Regions from separate parts of the Mus musculus genome. Here region 2 is linked to region 1. Evidence: chromatin contacts called from public promoter capture Hi-C data. All regions are on one chromosome and are shown on one strand. The core of a region is the stretch at or near the end of the contact, and the rest is flanking DNA. Distances in the headings are between cores, read along the strand shown. Region 1 holds the start of Peak1 (pseudopodium-enriched atypical kinase 1). Region 2 holds the start of Nptn (neuroplastin).

Region 1 (5,040 bases), core at 1,595-4,094:
AATCCAGAGGCTCATATTACATACAGTAGACAAGTGCTCTACCACTTAGCTATACTTCCAGCCTAAAAATAATTCTTTCCTGTTAATTGAAAATAGATTTTGTTCATACAACATATTTTGATTAGCTTCCCCACTCCTGACGCTTCCCATCTGAACTCACCCCCTTTCTGTCTCTATTAGAAAACAAACAGGCATCCAAGGAAAAAATACAATAAAACACACTATCAGAATAGGGCAAAACAAACAAGAAAAAGAGCCAAAGAAAAAGCACACAAAACTCATAGATGCAGAGACACACCCTAAACCCAAATTGGAAGCCATAACATTTACACAAAAAACATAAGGTTAAAGAAAAAAATACATGGAACCTCCAAAGATTTGCTGAGTTCATATTGTGATGGCCATGGGGCCTACCCTTAAGAGCGTTTCTTCAGTGAGACTACTTTGGAGAAAAGTAATTTTTCATTTGTAAATGGCTATAAATTGGAGATAGCTTCTGGGTTAGGGATGGGCACATGTGTCTACCTCTCTTTTCTGCTCTAGGACTCCATGTGGTGTAGACCTGTGCAGCTCTGTGCCTGCTGCTACAGTCTCTGTGAGCACATATGTGTGCCAGTCCTGGTGTTTCTAGAATGACCAAGAATATTTTTTTAATGTTCATGTTAAGGTTAAAGTATTTTTATTTTCACATTTAGTTTAAAATATTTTCTATTGTAAGTGCAAACTATGAAATTAGAAATACATGCACCTTAATATTGGAAGACAATGCAATTTTAGGTTCACCTGATAGCCAAAGTTTTTAAAAAACCATTCCAAATACACTGATTCTGCCAACAAACATACACTTGTATACTGTGTTGCAAGGAATCAAAATAGTTGCTTATTACTTCAGATATAGTTTCTTATTTGTTTGTGTGTGTGTGTTTTAAGCAGAATATAGAAAACCAGAAAGTTCTGTCTGCCTCATCTTTAGTTCTTCCCGAGACATTTTCCTCTCACTCAGTACGTCACTGAACTTGCCATCCTTTGGCCAGGTTTTAAAACCATAAATAGACCTCATTTTTCAATCAGTAACAAACTCAAATTACAAACGGGGAGACACCATAAAATGCATCTTTCATAAACATCCCAAGAAAGCTACATGAAAACAACACTAAAGTGGATGATGTCTTCTCCAGCATGAGGTGAATCCTTAAGTCCTAAAGGAACAGTTCTAAGTATGTAACACATTAGTGCCCTTTATTACGGTAACATCAAATCGGAGTACTGCAGCATGACACTCTCTCCCTCTGCAAACATGAAAATGCCCTGTAATTTGTGTGAACTATTCGGTACTCTAACTTATAAACTACCTCCTTAAAAGAGCGGCTAAGGAGCTCCTGTTCCGTGTCTAGGTAGAGCCTACACTACTTCACTCAGTTAAGGACAAGCTTGACTTGGGTGCAAGGGTGGGCAATTCACAAGTCACATAACAAAGTATGTAATCTTGCAGAGAATTTTAACAAGGTGTTTAAAATTCTTTGGAGACAGCATTAAGACAATCTTGCTGGGGAGAGATTTTCCAATTTACACACAGAAACAAAATACATAAATTCTGATCGTGGCCTGGTGATTATCATAATTTGGGGAAATAACCGAACTTGTGACGTGAAAATACAACCCCAAGGCTGTAGGAACTCTCTCTGAGAATGGCACAAACCAACACCTTTTCTGGCTCTCATCAACACGGGAAGTGGCTTGGACACCCCCCAAACATCATCCTACCCCCACAGGAAGTGAGTTACAGTTCCCCCTCCCCTATGACAGCATGTCTCCCTTCCCCCAACCGGAAGTGAGGCGCCCCCATTCAGTGGGCCTTAAACCAAGACAAACCAATAACAGCAGCAGCAAAAGAAGGATGATCTTCAAAGGGGGAAGGACATCTCGACTGTTGCCACCCCCATGCTCGTCTTGCTTACTAACCTGCTGACGGCAGGAGCAGGCAGGGGCCTGGGGACTAATGAAAGTCCCTTGCACAGAGGACAATTCCCTCAGCCCCTCGCAATCGCCTTCACTCTTCACTCCGTCGTCTCACAGCTTGACAGAAATTCCTCCGCAGTACTTTATTTTGGTGTCTTTTCTTACTCTTTACCTAATCACTTAGTCACCTCCAGATAGGTAACTTCTTTTAACGTGGTAATACTGAGAATTGTTCCGTTGAGGAGAGACGTGAAATGTTATACCCGATACTTTCAGAGAAATGAAGGGATTATTTTGCCCAATGCGGCGAAGGACTACGTGACCACGCAAGGTGAGACACACTTTCGCGAAGGTTCTTGGGAAATGTAGTTTTCATTTTCATTGCTAAGGCTCTCAAAAAATAGTGGGACTTAAATTTTAATTACTGTATACTGGACTCTTAGAGGATAGTTATTCTGTACTAGACGAATGGCTGACTTAAGGTGATTCGGCCCCGAAAAAAATCCAAATCTGCGCTGTTTCTTTCCACTGGCGTTTAATTGAACCCAAATTCCCCGTCACATGGACTCAAGGTCCCTGCCGCCCCGCCCCCTGGCTTTGGCTCCACCCCTCAGCCAATCAGACTTTCTCTAGCTCGTGTTCTCCGGATATTGGCACTCAGGGAGGCGTGGCCTCTTGTCAACTCCTCCCATGGGGCTGAGAGTAGAGCTCGGAGACCGCCGAGGTTTGGTGCGGGCACGCGCGGGCGAGCGCGCGCGGTCTGAAGAAGTGAAGCGGCAAGGGTGCGCGCGGCGGGGCGGCGTGCAGGGTTGGGAGGAGCGAGCGGACTGGTGGGCTGGGCGGACGGAGAGCGGCCGGGAGCGCGCTGTGGACTCCGCGGCCGCGAGTAGTTAGTTAGTTGTGTCAGTTGCTCGGTGGAGGCGGCCGCGATCACCAGAAAGGGGACGGGACAGGAGGCAATGCTGAATATCGCAACGGCTTGTGCTCCCCTCAGGTAACGGGGGCAGGGTTGCCCACGTACCCTCCGGTCCCTTTCCCACACGCGCTGGCTTATGGGGCCAGGGTCGCCGAGAGGTGAGGACGCGGACCTAGGGGGGATCGGGACTGGGTGGCGCCGCAGGGGCTCGGCAGCCCGTGCGTCCTGCGGGGCGCGGGCTGCAGTGCCCCGGCCACCCACGCGCCCCGCGGGCGCCGCGAGCCCTCTCATGCCCCCCACCGGCCCAGGCCTCGTTACCCTGGCTGCGATGGTCCCGGGAGCGCGGCGCCCCCCAGAGGAGGGAAAGTTGGAACCTGGCGGCTAGGGACTTCCCGGGGCTGGGCTGCGAGGCTCCAGGGGAAAGTGAAGCCTTAGAGGAGCTGGAGATGTGGAGGCTGGGGCAAGAAGGGCTTCTGCCTAGTCTGTATGGTCGCCTCACTCCCAGACTTTGGAGGATCAGGCTCAGCCTTGCCTCAGCAGTCAGGACGGAACCGGTGGCTCTGTGCCTGCTCACTTTACGCTCTGGCCAGGGAGCCCCTAATGTGCGCAGGCTTCCTAGGTTGCTTAGGGGTTTGGGATTTTGAGAGGCTGGGTTAGACATTTGTTTTTCTTTGCCCTTTGGCTTATGGGTTCTTGCCAATTTCCTTTCCTCCTTCGAAGAGGACTACCCATCTGAATTGGGTCCCCTTCTCGTTATCCCCCATCTTATGCTCCATTTGTTGGAGAGCTTGATTTTGTTCTTGGACTTCATTAAGGACTGCTGAGAGCAATATCAAAGAGTAGTCCGCCCTCCAGTCCCCCTCCCCCAGGCCCCATGTCTGCAGTCCAGTTTTTAAGGACCCAAATTGAGGAACCAGAGCTGTGGAATGGAGTTATTGGATGGCTGGTGTTGAAGGATAGAGATGAGTTAGAGGAAAACTATGATTTCATCTTTATTGGCCTTACTATAGAAAACCCAGTACATTTTTCTTTGCCTCTGTTGAATGTGGTAAGAGTACACTCTCAATTAAATACTTGGTGACTTACATAAAAGACTATTTTTAAGCCACTGGATGATGTGCATGAACTGCTTTTTCACCTGAGTCGGAATTGCTTTGAGTATTCTGTTTGGTGGCCTATCTGTTGACTTGATCTTTTTCTTTCTTTCTCTTTCTTTTCTTTCTTTCTCTTTTTTTTTTTCAGCCACACTGTCCTCCCTTTATCTACCTTGGCAAATTAAGTATGTAGTCAAGAGAACACATATTGCTCTCTGCAAAGAGGAAAAAAAAAAAAAAACCCAGAAAGCCCAAACTTGAATTATCCACAAGGGTAAAACTTTCCATGAGCAATCTTGGATACTCACTTCATGATGGCTTCTTTTGTAATCTCAGAGCATTTTAGATCTTTCAATTCACTGACTACCCTAATTACTTTCCAAAGTGCCTGGCACTTTCTTTGGTGACTTTTTCAGTAAACTATAATTGCAGGTGAGGTACATTTTCTTGGCTTCCAAGTTAGGAGTTAATAGCCTTATCACAGAGATTAACAGTTAACAATGGAAGCAGAGTTCATACTACTGCAAGTGAGTTTTGGCAACGATCAGGTCACAAACTATGTGAAAAAACAAAGATCCCCTCCCCAGAGTTGTCAGAGGGGAAGAAGAGAAAATATTTTATCGTGTCTCTATTTGGGAGAGAGTAGTATGACTATGTTATGTGGGGGAAAATGGCAAATTATTTTCTTTAAAGCTTTTTGATTTGTGGTCCTCCTTTCTCCCACCCTTTCTTTAGGGACTGACATTTATGTTTGGCTAGTTTCCAGTGTTGTAAGGCGTGTTTTGGTGAGAGGAAAAGATAAGCTTGATTGAGTTGTTAGGGTATTGCTTATTCATTTTGTTTAGTAATAGTGCAGAAAACTTACACAGTGGTGTTTAAACCCCATTAACATTCTGTCAGAATTTATTTTTAAGAGTCTGTCCTGAGGCCCATAAAGAAATAATGCCACTTCATAACTGTTTTCTGACAGTCACATTAAAAAGTACGTTCCTGAAATGCATTATATGTGAATGCATATAAACATTTATCTTTGTACATTTATGGTAATGTAAATATTTAAGTCGGAGAGCT
Region 2 (5,226 bases), core at 1,891-4,390, 2.2 Mb before region 1:
GCCTGCCTTACTCAAGGTCACTTAGCTGTAGAGAATTAGAATTCAAACCCAATCCTTGGGAAGACAAAGCTCAATGGTCCCATGCTTGCCTAGTATGTACAAAGGTTGGAGCCCTAGTATCTACACACACACACTCTCTCTCTCACCTTTCTCTCCCTCCCACCACTCTCTATACACACACACACACACACACACACACACACACACAAAACAAAATACCAGTTCTATCTGTGTCCAAAGCCTGTGCTCTAGATCATGAGCTTGGTTTAATGTTCAATTTTAACCTAAAACCTTTGAATACCTTAAAATTTTTATGTTTTATATGAAACTGTGACCTTACAAGTCTGAATATTTATATGAAAAGTAAAATGTACTTGAATTCCTATGGTAATGGATCGTATTCCTTTTGGAATTAAAAAGAAATGCTGCTGGCCATCTATACCAAATTCTTCACTTAAGGAATAACAAAAACAGAAGCTTTTTCAAAAACTTCTACATGCCTAATCTAAACTGCCACATTTTCAATCCAGAAACAGTGACTCTACAACTGATTTTCCAAAGCATTATTTTTATTATCAGTATGTCTAATAGTTAAATACTATGTGGTATATAACATGGTATCTCATTTCACTGTTTAAAAAAGTAAAAACACTTGAGGACACAAAATGAGACTATTACAGGACTACAATCAACAGAAACCTTAAATATCACTGAGGCACGTTACAGAAAGCTTTAAAATGGCATCCTTAACCATATAAACTGGGAAGTAACCATTTCTTTCATGAATTCAATTTACATTCATTTAGCTCAACTATGGGTTCATAGTCACTTTACTAGCCCTGTCATGTGACTAAATCCAAGCTCATTTCAAGGGAAAGGCTGTACTATGCTGTATTTAGAACATATTATCACTAAGAGCAGATGAGTCTTTGTAGGCCTATCCAAAAACCTTGCCTTAGTTGCTAAGAAACTACAATTTACCATATTATAAATCATCAGAAATAACTTATGCCAGCAGAGATTAAGTATCTAAGATCAAGAATCTCTCATCTATAGTGCAAAATGAAACTGTTATTTCCACAAATAACTGAAATCAGAATTAAACTCACATTGTTATCACATCTATGATAAATAACACATATTTATATACATAGATACCAAGCATAGAGGGAGCAAATCAGGCTAACTTTACCCTTTCCCTTCTACAGCTTCATACTTGAAGGAAAAGGGGGTGGAAGTGTCCATATCCTTAGGATATTCAATGTAAGAAACAAATGTTTCCTTTCTGGCTCATGAAGTAATAAAGCCATGGGGCATAAAATTCCCTTGTAAAGGGAATATTTGATAAAGTGACTTTTTTTCCAATACTAAATGTGATACATTATTACTGTATCCGCTAGCATTTTAAGCTCAGTTTGTCTTCAAAATACTCAACTCCACTGGCTCTGACTGATTTTTGTTTTAATGAAAGCCACTTCAAATTGTTTTAGCATAACAACGAAGAAATTCAGAGATTAAAACTAATGACTAATGTATGGCTCCCTATCCCTAACCAACTTCTCATTAATTTTTTTCATGTTTAAAATAGAAATCTTTAAACCTCCTAATAGTTGTTTCCACAATAGCTGAATTAGGTTCATTATCCCTTTAGGTTTGTATCTGAATGTGCGGTTCAACAACGGACTGTGACAATTCCAACAGAATCTGTCATGTTTAGCTCCCCAAGCCTATTATCTTTCACCATCTTCTCTAAAGAGCTTCAGTTCGCAACCCAATTCTCACTTCCACTGTACCTTAAACCCAACCCAGAGACCACATTCATATTCCTCAGAAATAACATCTTTGCAATCTTGAAACTTTCAGTTCTAAAAGCCCACTTCCTCCATCTCCCCTGCCACCATCTCTCATTGCCCTCAATCCCACCACTGCAGATGTGGCTGTGTCCCAGCCCTCCCCAAAGGCCGAACTAGCATCATAAAGCATTTGCCACAACTCGTCCCCTCCCTAATGTATCCGCCGCGCTACAAAGCAACATTACACCCCCGACTTCCTGCATTTTACTCTCTTCCCTTATTTTTCCGTCTTCCCCCACTCCCACCACTATACCCAGGCACCCTTTACTTCCCTGATATTTCTTCTACCTCGGTTTTAAAGCTTTCCCCGCATCCTCTGCTCATTTTCCTCTCCTTATTTAGAAACTCCCTTTTGCTTTCCCAACCGCTACCCTAGAATGCCCAGCACTCCACCCTCCTTGGCAAAACCCAATCCTCTTCCCCCAGCTCGTTTGGAGACACTGCTGCTTCTCTTCTCCAGGTCCCCCTACTGCAGTCAACCCACTCCATCTTTCCACCCACCTTCCCTCTACCCCCAAATCCAAGGTTTCCCGAATCGCTCACTAACCCCTCTCCTTGAGAGACTCAAGCAGTCTGCTGCCTCTAGGTATTCTACGGGATCCTTTTGACCCCAGCTTCCCCCCTCCTCCCATTTTGCAGAATGTCACCCGGGTTCCAGGGCCCCAGTAGAATCCCGGGTGTCAGCGCCCGCGGAGCCCGGTTCTCTCGCCGACACCACCCCTCCGCCAGCTCGAACTCGAACGCCTGTCTCCCGCCGCTTTCTCCAGAGCCGCCCCCGCTACTCCAGCTCCCGGTGCGCGATGAGCCCTACGCCGCGGACCTGTCTACAGAGCCCCGGGCTCGCACCAAAGCGACGCCTCCACCTCTCCGCGAAGCACCTCCTCGCCTCAGCCGGGTCGCCCGCTGCCGGCTCCGGCATCCCCCTCAGGCCTGGGCCCGGCCCCTCTGGTTGCCAGAGCCGGGCGCCCCCGCCCGACCCGCCCCCGGCCCCTCGGCTTACCGTTCTGAGCAGCGCCTGGCCCTGGAAGGAGCGAGCCAGAGACCAGCAAGAGCGAGAGGGCCAGGGCGCCGGGGAGCGACGAGCCCGACATCCTCCCTAGCCGGAGAGCGCGCAGCGAATGGGCCGGGGCCGGGGCCGGGGAAAGGGAGGGGAGGGAGGGAGGGGGCGGGCGAGCGCGCGCGCGAGGGAGTGAACGAGGGAGGCAGCCGCGGCCGAGCTCCGTCCTTCCCTGTCCTCCTCCTACCGCCGCAGCGTCCAAGCCTCGCGAGACCTCCGCTGGCGGCCGTGGGCGGGCCAGGAGCACCGGCGGCAAGGCTCGCGAGAAGAGGCCCTCTTCCCCCCCCTCCCCAAGTCCCCGCCCCTGCAGAGGCTGATTGGCCAAGCACAAGGGCGGTCACGTGCGAAGGGCGCTTTTGGCCACGTGACGGGGCGAGGCGGGGACTCCACCCGCTCCTTCTCCCACGGGGGAAGACGGCGGAGTACAGTTCTCACTTCTATGGGATCCTAGCGCTCAGAAATTAGAGGAAGCATTGAGAAAACAATGCTCCCCCCACCCATCCTGCCTTTCATGCGTTACTGCTCGAAGCTTCAGAAATGGATACCCTAGACCCTGCTTTTGAGCTTCCTATTAGTACCCCTTATCAAAACCCTGCTTTTCCTTCTGGACTTTGACCAGAGACCCCTAGAGGTATCTGGCCACAACCTCTCTGCCTCGTGGATTTTTTTTTCCCTTCCAGGCAGTGTTAACGATCGCTGTGCTTCCTTGCACGGACATCTGTTCCCTCAGCCTTCAAGTGTCCTCCTTTTCCTCCCTACCTGTGCCCTCCCCACCCCTCTTTGGCCTTATTTTAGCTTCACAAGCTCTGAGGGCCTGAAGAGCTAGCCTGTGCAGGGCTACAGATCCAATTCTACAAGGAAGTCACAGTGTGTCCAGTAATAGGCAGAACCTTTGGTAGAGGAAACCCGTAAGAAAATAGTTTCCACTCAGTTCACTGTTCAGCCTGGTGTATCAGAGATGACCCACAGGAAAGGGGCAATCAAAAAGGAGTTTAGCCATGTTGCATAGAAAGTTGAGAAATGCCTTCTTTTGCGGTGAGAGAGTACTGGGGAGATGTCATAGTCCTTAAAAATGCTTGATACACAAACGTGAAGACCTGAGTTTCCCCAGCATAAAACAGAAAAGGATGGCCACCAGAGCCAACGCTGTAATCTGAGTCTGGAGAAGAGAAGAGCTCTCTGGTTTGCTAACTAGTCTGCCTAGCCGATCGATGAGGTCTAGGCTCAGTGAGGGACCCTACCTCAAAAACTGAGTATTCTCCAAAAAAAAAAAAAAAAGAAAGAAAGAAAGAAAGAAAAAGAATAGTTAAGGGAGATACCCGAAGGCAACTTCTGGCCTCCCAGTGCGGGCACACAGGCTCTCGAACACAAACACAGATTTGGGGGAGTTGGCTTGTTTGTTTTCCCTGAACCACCCTCAGCACTTGTGGTTAGCAAAGGAGTGTTTTCTGTGGCTTAGCTCATCTATGAGTCACAACAGACATCCTCGGGTGTCTCTGTGGCTTACAAGTGAGAAAGGGTAAACTGGCCTGCTGACCTGACTATATTCAAAGGGTTAGAGAATCTGGAGTAAAGAGGAGGCAGAGGGGGGCTGGTGAGATGGCTTCAGTGGGTAAGAGCACCCGACTGCTCTTCCGAAGGTCTGGAGTTCAAATCCCAGCAACCACATGGTGGCTCACAACCATCCATAACGAGATCTGGCGCCCTCTTCTGGAGTGTTTGAAGACAGCTACAGTGTACTTACATATAATAAATAAATAAATCTTAAAAAAAAAAAAAAAAAAAAAAAAAAGGAGGAGGCAGAGGCAGTTGGATTTCTGAGTTCGAGGCCAACCTGGTCTACAAAGTGAGTTCCAGGACAGCCAGGGCTAAACAGAGAAACCCTGTCTCAAAAAACCGAAAAAAAAAAAAAAAGAAAGAAAGAAAGGAAGGAAGAAAGAAAGAAACCATCACAAACTCTCCAGAACTCTCCAGCTTTCCCAGGAACTAGACAACTATCTGCTATCTGCTATAGACTGTGCTTTGCAGCAAGGGCTGGGGCTCTATCTCTGGGGTATGTTCACAGAAGAAAAGCTGTGTCCTAACAAACCTACGTATTTACACTCGCAACGAGAAATCCTTATAAAAGTATCATTCACAGATGGGGAAACTGAGGCTAAGAGATGGCAGGTTTTGCTCAGGATCTCCAAGCATAACTGTGGATGGCAGACAGTCGGGTTCTCTTGCTTCTAGGCTTATTTTAGAAGCACATCTCCTTGCCCTCTTTAAGTTGAGAGTGGCCTGTGGCTGTCTCAGCCAATGAAATTTGAGAAGTGG

The links. Promoter capture Hi-C pulls out the DNA fragments that hold promoters and counts their contacts.
Region 2: a contact with region 1 is called in a promoter capture Hi-C map of pre-B cells, with 2.3 times the contacts expected there. The contact joins the promoter of Nptn here to the promoter of Peak1 in region 1. A contact is called at or near these places in 4 of 39 promoter capture datasets (erythroid cells, liver and pre-B cells) and 1 of 115 datasets of contacts at active chromatin or transcription factors (thymic regulatory T cells).

What each region holds. Positions count from the first base shown.
Region 1 is chr9:56,415,854-56,420,893 of GRCm38.p6, reverse strand. It overlaps Peak1 (pseudopodium-enriched atypical kinase 1), which reads left to right and starts at 2,844. Exons shown (of 7, transcript NM_172924.3): 1 at 2,844-2,953. It overlaps Hmg20a (high mobility group 20A), which reads right to left and starts at 2,275. Exons shown (of 10, transcript NM_025812.3): 1 at 1,963-2,275.
Region 2 is chr9:58,580,154-58,585,379 of GRCm38.p6, reverse strand. It overlaps Nptn (neuroplastin), which reads right to left and starts at 3,140. Exons shown (of 9, transcript NM_001357751.1): 1 at 2,854-3,140. The coding sequence starts at 2,944.